2 separate regions of the Mus musculus genome follow, and region 2 is linked to region 1. The links are chromatin contacts, called in public promoter capture Hi-C maps. All regions are on one chromosome and are shown on one strand. Each heading gives the region's core, a stretch centred on a gene start, on an enhancer-like site or on the middle of the called end of the contact. The rest is flanking DNA. Distances are from core to core; before and after follow the strand shown. Region 1 has its middle 13 kb from the start of Sema6d. Region 2 holds the start of Ctxn2 (cortexin 2).

Evidence for each region. Promoter capture Hi-C pulls out the DNA fragments that hold promoters and counts their contacts.
Region 2: a contact with region 1 is called in a promoter capture Hi-C map of hippocampal neurons, with 2.5 times the contacts expected there. The contact joins the promoter of Ctxn2 here to the enhancer-like site in region 1. A contact is called at or near these places in 13 of 39 promoter capture datasets (the 3T3-L1 cell line, 3T3-L1-derived adipocytes, the C10 cell line and 9 more) and 3 of 115 datasets of contacts at active chromatin or transcription factors (the 230-238 cell line, cardiomyocytes and neural tube).

The regions. Positions count from the first base shown.
Region 1 is chr2:124,639,301-124,642,821 of GRCm38.p6, reverse strand. It overlaps a transcript of Sema6d not described here. Among named protein-coding and RNA genes, the nearest start is that of Sema6d, 13 kb to the left of the region's middle. Within about 2 kb of position 2,116, at least 40 of the 459 cell types and tissues checked have an H3K27ac peak or open chromatin away from gene starts, as enhancers often do. A contact at or near this core is called in epiblast stem cells and hippocampal neurons, where this site is marked.
Region 2 is chr2:125,134,747-125,138,164 of GRCm38.p6, reverse strand. Ctxn2 (cortexin 2) reads right to left here and starts at 1,473. Exons shown (of 2, transcript NM_001162934.1): 1 at 885-1,473.

The DNA of each region.
Region 1 (3,521 bases), core at 867-3,366:
CTAAAGTTAAGTTGTGCTAAAGTACAGAGCAGGTTAAATCAGCATGAATGCATTCATAATTTCTTTTCTTAGGGCTAGATTCTGACAGATGAGAAAAAGGTGGCAGTGGGTGCCACACAGGGGACAGAAGGCAGGGGCTGAGGCACAGAGCCTGTTGGATCCATTATTAATAGCTTGCTTTAAAAATCCATGCTTCCTAAAACTTAAGCCACTTGTGCATATTTTCAGCTTATTTTATGTGCCTGCAAAAAGCTGGGAAGTTGAAGTTTGGTGAAAAGCAACAGGTTTTCATTAAGTGTCTGGATGTTCTTACAGCAATGACAATTACTATCAGAATCGGCAATGCTCTGCTGATTCTATTCATAATTTGAAGAGGAACTGAAGTGAAAACAAATTGAGCAGGAAGGGACAGAAAACAGGATATAACCTGTCTTGGCCGAATTCTAAGCAAACTGAATAGGGATTGCACAATGTGTCCTGTAATCAGAACCACTGCTCTGGGGCAGATACTTCCAGTCAAAACTTGCCTACAAGCTTTTGCCAGGCAACCTCAACTCAGATAGGATAACATTTTTTTTTAAGCTAAATTGTTCTAGCAACAATCCTCATTGAAAGAAAGAAAAAAACCCACAAGCAACTGATGGCAAGCAACTGATGGGGAGATGAGACCGAGATCTTAGCAGAAAGAATGTGCTATCCAGGGCAAACGATAAATCATCTTGAGAGATCAAGATGAGGACCAGATCTTTGAGACTATAAACAAGAACCTTTGCAATGATCATGAAAGGAAGAAAGAGAGAAAGAAAGAAAGAAAGAAAGAAAGAAAGAAAGAAAGAAAAGGAGGAAGGAAGAAAGGAGGGAAGGAAGGAAGGAAGGAAGGAAGGAAGGAAAGGAGGGAGGGAGGGAGGGAGGGAGGGAGGAAGGAAGGAAGGAAGGAAGGAAGGAAGGGAGGAAAAGAAGGGAGGGAGGGAGGAAGGGAGGAAGGAAGGGAGGCGCAAAGGAAGGAAGGAAAGGAGGGAGGGAGGGAGGGAGGGAGGGAGGAAGGAAGGAAGGAAGGAAGGAAGGAAGGAAGGGAGGAAAAGAAGGGAGGGAGGGAGGGAGGGAGGGAGGGAGGGAGGGAGGGAGGGAGGAAGGAAGGAGCAAAGGAAGGAAGGAAAGAAAGAACACACAGCAGGGGACTTTGGTGACTGAATGAATAACTGGGTAACTGCCTTTTTGGTTGCTGTTATTTTTACCCAGAGGACACAATGGTCTTCAAGGCTAACTAGTTAGGAGGGACATAGGCAGGAAGGTCATCCATCCATCATTATCTGCTCTCCACGCCAGGTGCCAGCCAGGCTGCTCCCTCTCTTTAGCCTCTAGAAAAAGTAACTGCTCTAGACAAAAGCAGAACCCAGGCTCCTGGGACGACAGGATGCCAAAGGCCTCAGCTTGTCTTTGGAACACCAGCTTACTCCACCAGATGACCTGCTGTGGCTGCCATATGGCCTGTGTGTGACATTCTGCTTGGGATAATGGGGTCTGGGTGTGTGCCTCGTTCTGCCCACGGGGTCTGGATGACAGAAGTCAGGAATGTGTGCTCCTATTCTACGGATTTGTCAGGTGCAATCCCTCTGTAGCTTTAGCTTTTAATATTATTCAAGGTGCCTTTTCAGAGAGCATGAATATTACCCAGGCATGGGGAAACTAAGGAGGTCTACTGCTATTATTTCTATCTGGCAAGGAAAGAAATGAGCAGGAAGTTAAGGGACTTGGGAAGCAAAACTGCTGAAGCTGGTGCACGGGTGCAGTGATCTCTGCTCAGCACAGCACTTGGAGAGCAACAGCACCTCACTGCCTCACTGCTGGGAGGAGCCATTGCCTTCACGCGCAGGCACAGGGCTGAGCAATCCGCTTAGAGAGGGCTTCAGATGCTGTCCTGATTTGAAGTTGTTGAGGAAGGGTTACATTTCTAACAACTCAGAGAAAGAAAAGTGCTATTTAAAAATCAAAGGAAGCAGCATGGAAAGCCAAGAACAGTAGGTCCTACTCACCCAGTGATCAGCCACCTTGTATCTGCCTTCTGTATGCACACAGAGACATGCGCATATGCATACAAGCAAGTTCCTATGACAGGAGGGGATGTTTACCCCGACAGACCTAAAGGATCCTTAGCATGAGTCACCAGCATCCACAAGCAGATCTGACTTGATTCACAAGCAGACAGATAGGGAGCTGGACTCTGCTACTGTTGTCACTTCCAGGGAGTTATTAGTTTGCTTGCTTTTCTTTCTTTCTTGCCCCCCACCCCACCAAAAAAAGAAAAACCCATTAACTTATTTTGACAGACAATTTTTTATTGTATGGATGGAAATTCCTGAAGAGTTAGGCTCAGCTCACCAGTCCAGCACCAAAAATGAACCCGTAATCAAGAATGGGAACCAGGTGGATTCCATGGCTGGCAGAATTTCTGAGAGGGACCACACAGATATGGGCCACACCTCACCTGCAACTCTCTGACGATGGACTTTGGGGACCTCTGGAGCCAGAGAGGCAGAACTGGAGTCTAGGTAAATCCACACAAGTTTTCAGGGTCTCAGCTGTTAATTTTGACTAAGTAAATGCAGGACAAAGGTGTTAGCAGAGTTTGACTTTTCTGTTTTTTTTTTTTTTTTTTTTTTTGGCTTACTCCACCCATTACTGAACAGTGAAATGTAGGCCAATGAACATGGATTCTATAGGCCAATGAACACAGGTCCTACAGACTGATGAACTCAGGTTCTAGCTGGGCTGCTGAGGAGTCTAGCTCTACTATTTACCAAGCTACCTTGGGCAAGCTAATTAACCCCTTTGCACTTCTGTTACCCTGTAAATGGGGTAAGATAGGAGTAGCCACCTCATAGGATTACCAGGAGGATAGGACTGGCCCTCTAAAGAGCTTATCGAAGTTCCTGGCACAGGGGAACACTGTAATTGTTATTATTCAGGGAGAGTATCAGGAAGCCTGTTTAAAGCTAAAGCCACAACCTTGAGGAAGGGTATGGGGCTCTAAAGCTGGAGATAACCATGCTTCAAACATGTAAACCCTTATCTACACTTATTCTTCCTCCCTCTATGAATCACCCCAGGGGTTGCTAATCTTACCTTCATTATCAAACACACCTGGAGGTAAGAGGAGGCTAGAAAAAAAATCTGGGTTTTCCTTTTAAACCCTTAAAGGCTTTGAAGGAGCCAAGAGGCCATCAGAAGGCAAAGCCCCTCCTCCAGCTTCTGTTTCCTCATCAGCCGGAGCTGGAGCTGGAGCTGGAGCTGGAGCTAGCATCCAGATGAGTTCCAGGGCTGTTCCTAAATCATCAGGTTTTATGTTTGTGGATTTGGTGCCTGGGTTGAAAAGGGCTCTTTAACCAAATGATTTCCAATTCATCCTTCTAAATTTCTGCCATAGCATCAGCGTTGCCTAGGATACAAAGTGCATGGGCTTGCTCTCAACCCGGAGACAGCAGGGCTCTGCTCCGAAATCTCTGCCCATGATCTTCTAAGCC
Region 2 (3,418 bases), core at 224-2,723, 500 kb before region 1:
TGCTCCGATTAACCATCAGCATCCCTCTATGGAATGATTGAAATACTCAAGTGTATTGTTATATGAATTCTGACACTGATAAAAGATTGTTAATTTTGAATTAATGATTCGATACTTTGGTAGTGAGCAAGCACATTCAATGTGTCTCTTTTCTTTCATAGCAAACGTCAGATACAGGGCTCTCTAAGTCCTGATGAGTCATAGCATTGGCCCATGGCAGTACCTGTAGATATCAAAGGGCCCTATGTCATGGAGTCACTTTGTAGTTAGCAACAAATAACTGACAACAACAACAACAACGTCCTCTGTGCTCAGTTGTTTACATCATATTATTGCCAGTAACTGACTAAAGAGAGTATTTTTATACCTGCTATGTAACCTTTCGTGTTCATGAGTAAATGTGGTAGGTAAATTTTTTACTGTGAATTATTTACTGATTAGGAGCTATCAAATTCATTTTTCAAAAAACGGTTATTTAATTGCCACAGATTAGCATGCAGTTGCAGAAGCTAATGGTAAAGTGTAGGCACCTCCTAAGAACCTCCCATGTCTTTATTTTAATCAACAGGTTTTCCTTCTTGTTTATTTATCTAGCAATAACATCATAAACATTAAATCTGAAATAGTTATACTTGGAGTGCAAGATGATTGCACTCTAATGAGAGGATACTTGTAATTTTATGAAACAAGACATGCAAACTCAAGCTTAAAAAAAAATCACAAGCTCTTCTGTACAAAAACAACAGACCCTTCATCAAATATAAAGGTTGCTAAATCCTGTTTAAATAAGCAATAGCAGAAAGCACTACTGAGGCCACATCTGTACACAGCTATCATTTAGGAATGGATGTGTTGGAATCAAAAGAAAACCTTAAATTACAAACCCAGATGTCTTCATCATGCTGAAGTGCATGCATTTTGGTTTCCTAGAGTTCCAAAACCTCGGATCTTCAAGAATCTACCCCAAAGCTCTGGAGACGTCAACCTTGAGAGATTTTCCTTAAGAGAACAACTGGCTGGCTCCTCAGACACCCATTCCTTCCAAAGCACTGGTCGATCTGAAAATTCTCAACATGTCTCACTAAAGAAGCCTAGACCATTGCTAGTGTTCTACCTTGCGTTGTCGCCAGTTGCCTTCTACATATTAAACTGCAGGAAGCATGGAAACTTCCTACAAGACACTATGGGAGAAACATCAGCAATCTGTATACACACAACACGTTTTCTTTCTTTCTTTTTTCTTTCTTGACAGCATCAGCAGCTGCAGAGGCATTCGTTTCTTTTTAGAATTTGAGCTCACCAAACCTACAAGCTCTCCCTGCCCCCCACTCGGCTCTCCTGTTTCTAAAATCCAAGAGAAAAAGGACACCTTCTCCTGGGGACTGGCGCTGGAACCCTGTTGGTGAATGCTGAGGAAGGGGGAGAAAGTTACTTCGCAGGCAGCAGGGATGGATGGGCTCACCTTCCATGTTTGTTGCCATGGAGATGAATTCCAGCCAGTAGACTTGTTGGCAGGTTTGTCTGTGCTCGCCGATCTCGGTTCGTGTAAACGGCGTGTTCTGAGGACCTGCGTGGAGTCACAGGACCGTGGGTAGCGCTTTCCTGGCCTACGTGTGTAAATAATGTCTGTGTCTGGGTGAGAGACAGGACACGGGCAGCCGCGGAAGGACCCGTGCGCGAGTGTTTGCAGGAAAATGTGTGTGCATGTGTGCCTTTCTCCGATGTGACAATGTGTAAATATTTGCGAGTATGTAGATGTGAAAGCAACGAGGTGGGACGTGAGATAGGGAAGGGACTAACAGCAGCAACAGGGTCTGGTTTTCAGGTCCGTCAGAAAAAGCAGAGACCAGGGCTCGTTTTCACTCACATCGCATCCTGAAGCTTAGCAATCGGGGTTCGTCACTATTTGTGCATCTTGGGGTAGTGAGGATTTAATTAATTCATTGCGAAAATCCTTGTCTCTGTTATGTCCCCAGCTGTGCCGAAGGCATTTCGCTGTGAGTGGAAACAGCAGTCCCGGGTTGTTAGAAGGCACTAGATTTTTATGTTTCCTTTGATCAGACAAAGGAAAAAAACGGTGTGAAAAGTGCACTGGTTTAACCGAATACTGATGCGTCACTTAGTCTTTTGGTGTTCATTTCCACTACCCACGCCCCCTTTACTCCACCCCACCCCTTCCCGCAGACGCCCTGGAGCTGTCCGCAGTGCTGAAACGCTGAAGCTGACCTCTTTCCTGCAAGAAGATACTGAACTACCATTGTGACAAAACCATTAGGTAGATGCGGTGCAGGTTTTCTAAAACGTGGTTGAATATTCACATTGTAAACAGACCTCACTGGAAGCAAAGCAGAACACGTTAAAGCAACACAGCCACCGGCCCTCTCACCTCTCCTCGAGAGGTTCCTCCACACTCACCTTTAGTATTATTAACAGCCATCATGTTTTGTCACGATTCCCAGAACCTATCCTTGGCACGCACCTGTAGATTCCCTACGAACTTAATTGCTCATCTTATGAACTCTTCAGTCGTTAATATTTGAGAAAATGCAGATACAGAATTTGTACATTATCATTGCTGCTGTTGTTATTTAGTGGAGAACTTGGGCGTGACGATATTTGACAAATTTTATGACTATCTAGAGTATTATCACTTAGGAAATGAAACAGTCTTACAAAGATGTTGCACAGAGTGTCAGCCACAAATGGAATATCTACATCATTTCCTTCAAATCCCAAAGACTATTGAGGGAGAGGAAGAGGAAAGATGATGAGAACCAGAGGGTAGACAAGAGTGAACCGGTGTTTTCTGAACAAGTCTACTTCACTCATAAAGCCTGCTTTACCCATGAACTCACACTACCGCATAAGACCTGCACAAGATCAAGCCAGTCAGCATTCTAACATGGTATGGGGAGGGGATCATGAGCACCCACCTACTTCTGGAGGAGGAATAGACATTTTAAAGGGTGTGTCCCCTGATTGGTTGATCAAATTTCTGTGGATAGCCTCATACCTAGGGGCAGGAGTATATGGTTAGCACAAATTGGGCTCAGTGGATTATTTTAAAAGGGAGGGCATGAAGTTGAGAGGAAGTAAGTTGACTATGGGTGGTGGACCTCAAGAGGGAGATGAATATCACATGTTCTATAAAATTCTCAAATATAAAATACAAATATTTTAGAAGCCACACAAGTATATTTGGGGTTTATATGAGACAATCTTTTGAAAAGTTGTCCCTCTTTAAGTTTAGAACTATGAAAACATCTTAAGGAGTAACAGCCTGCTGTGAAGGAACGAGGATGTCTCTTCTTCTAGTGGCATGCTCAGAGCTTTGCTGACTTTTTCTCAAGTGTGTTAAGGACTGTGTCCTTTCTTAATACTATGGAATAAAACAGTTGCTTGAGTTTTAATGTCATTA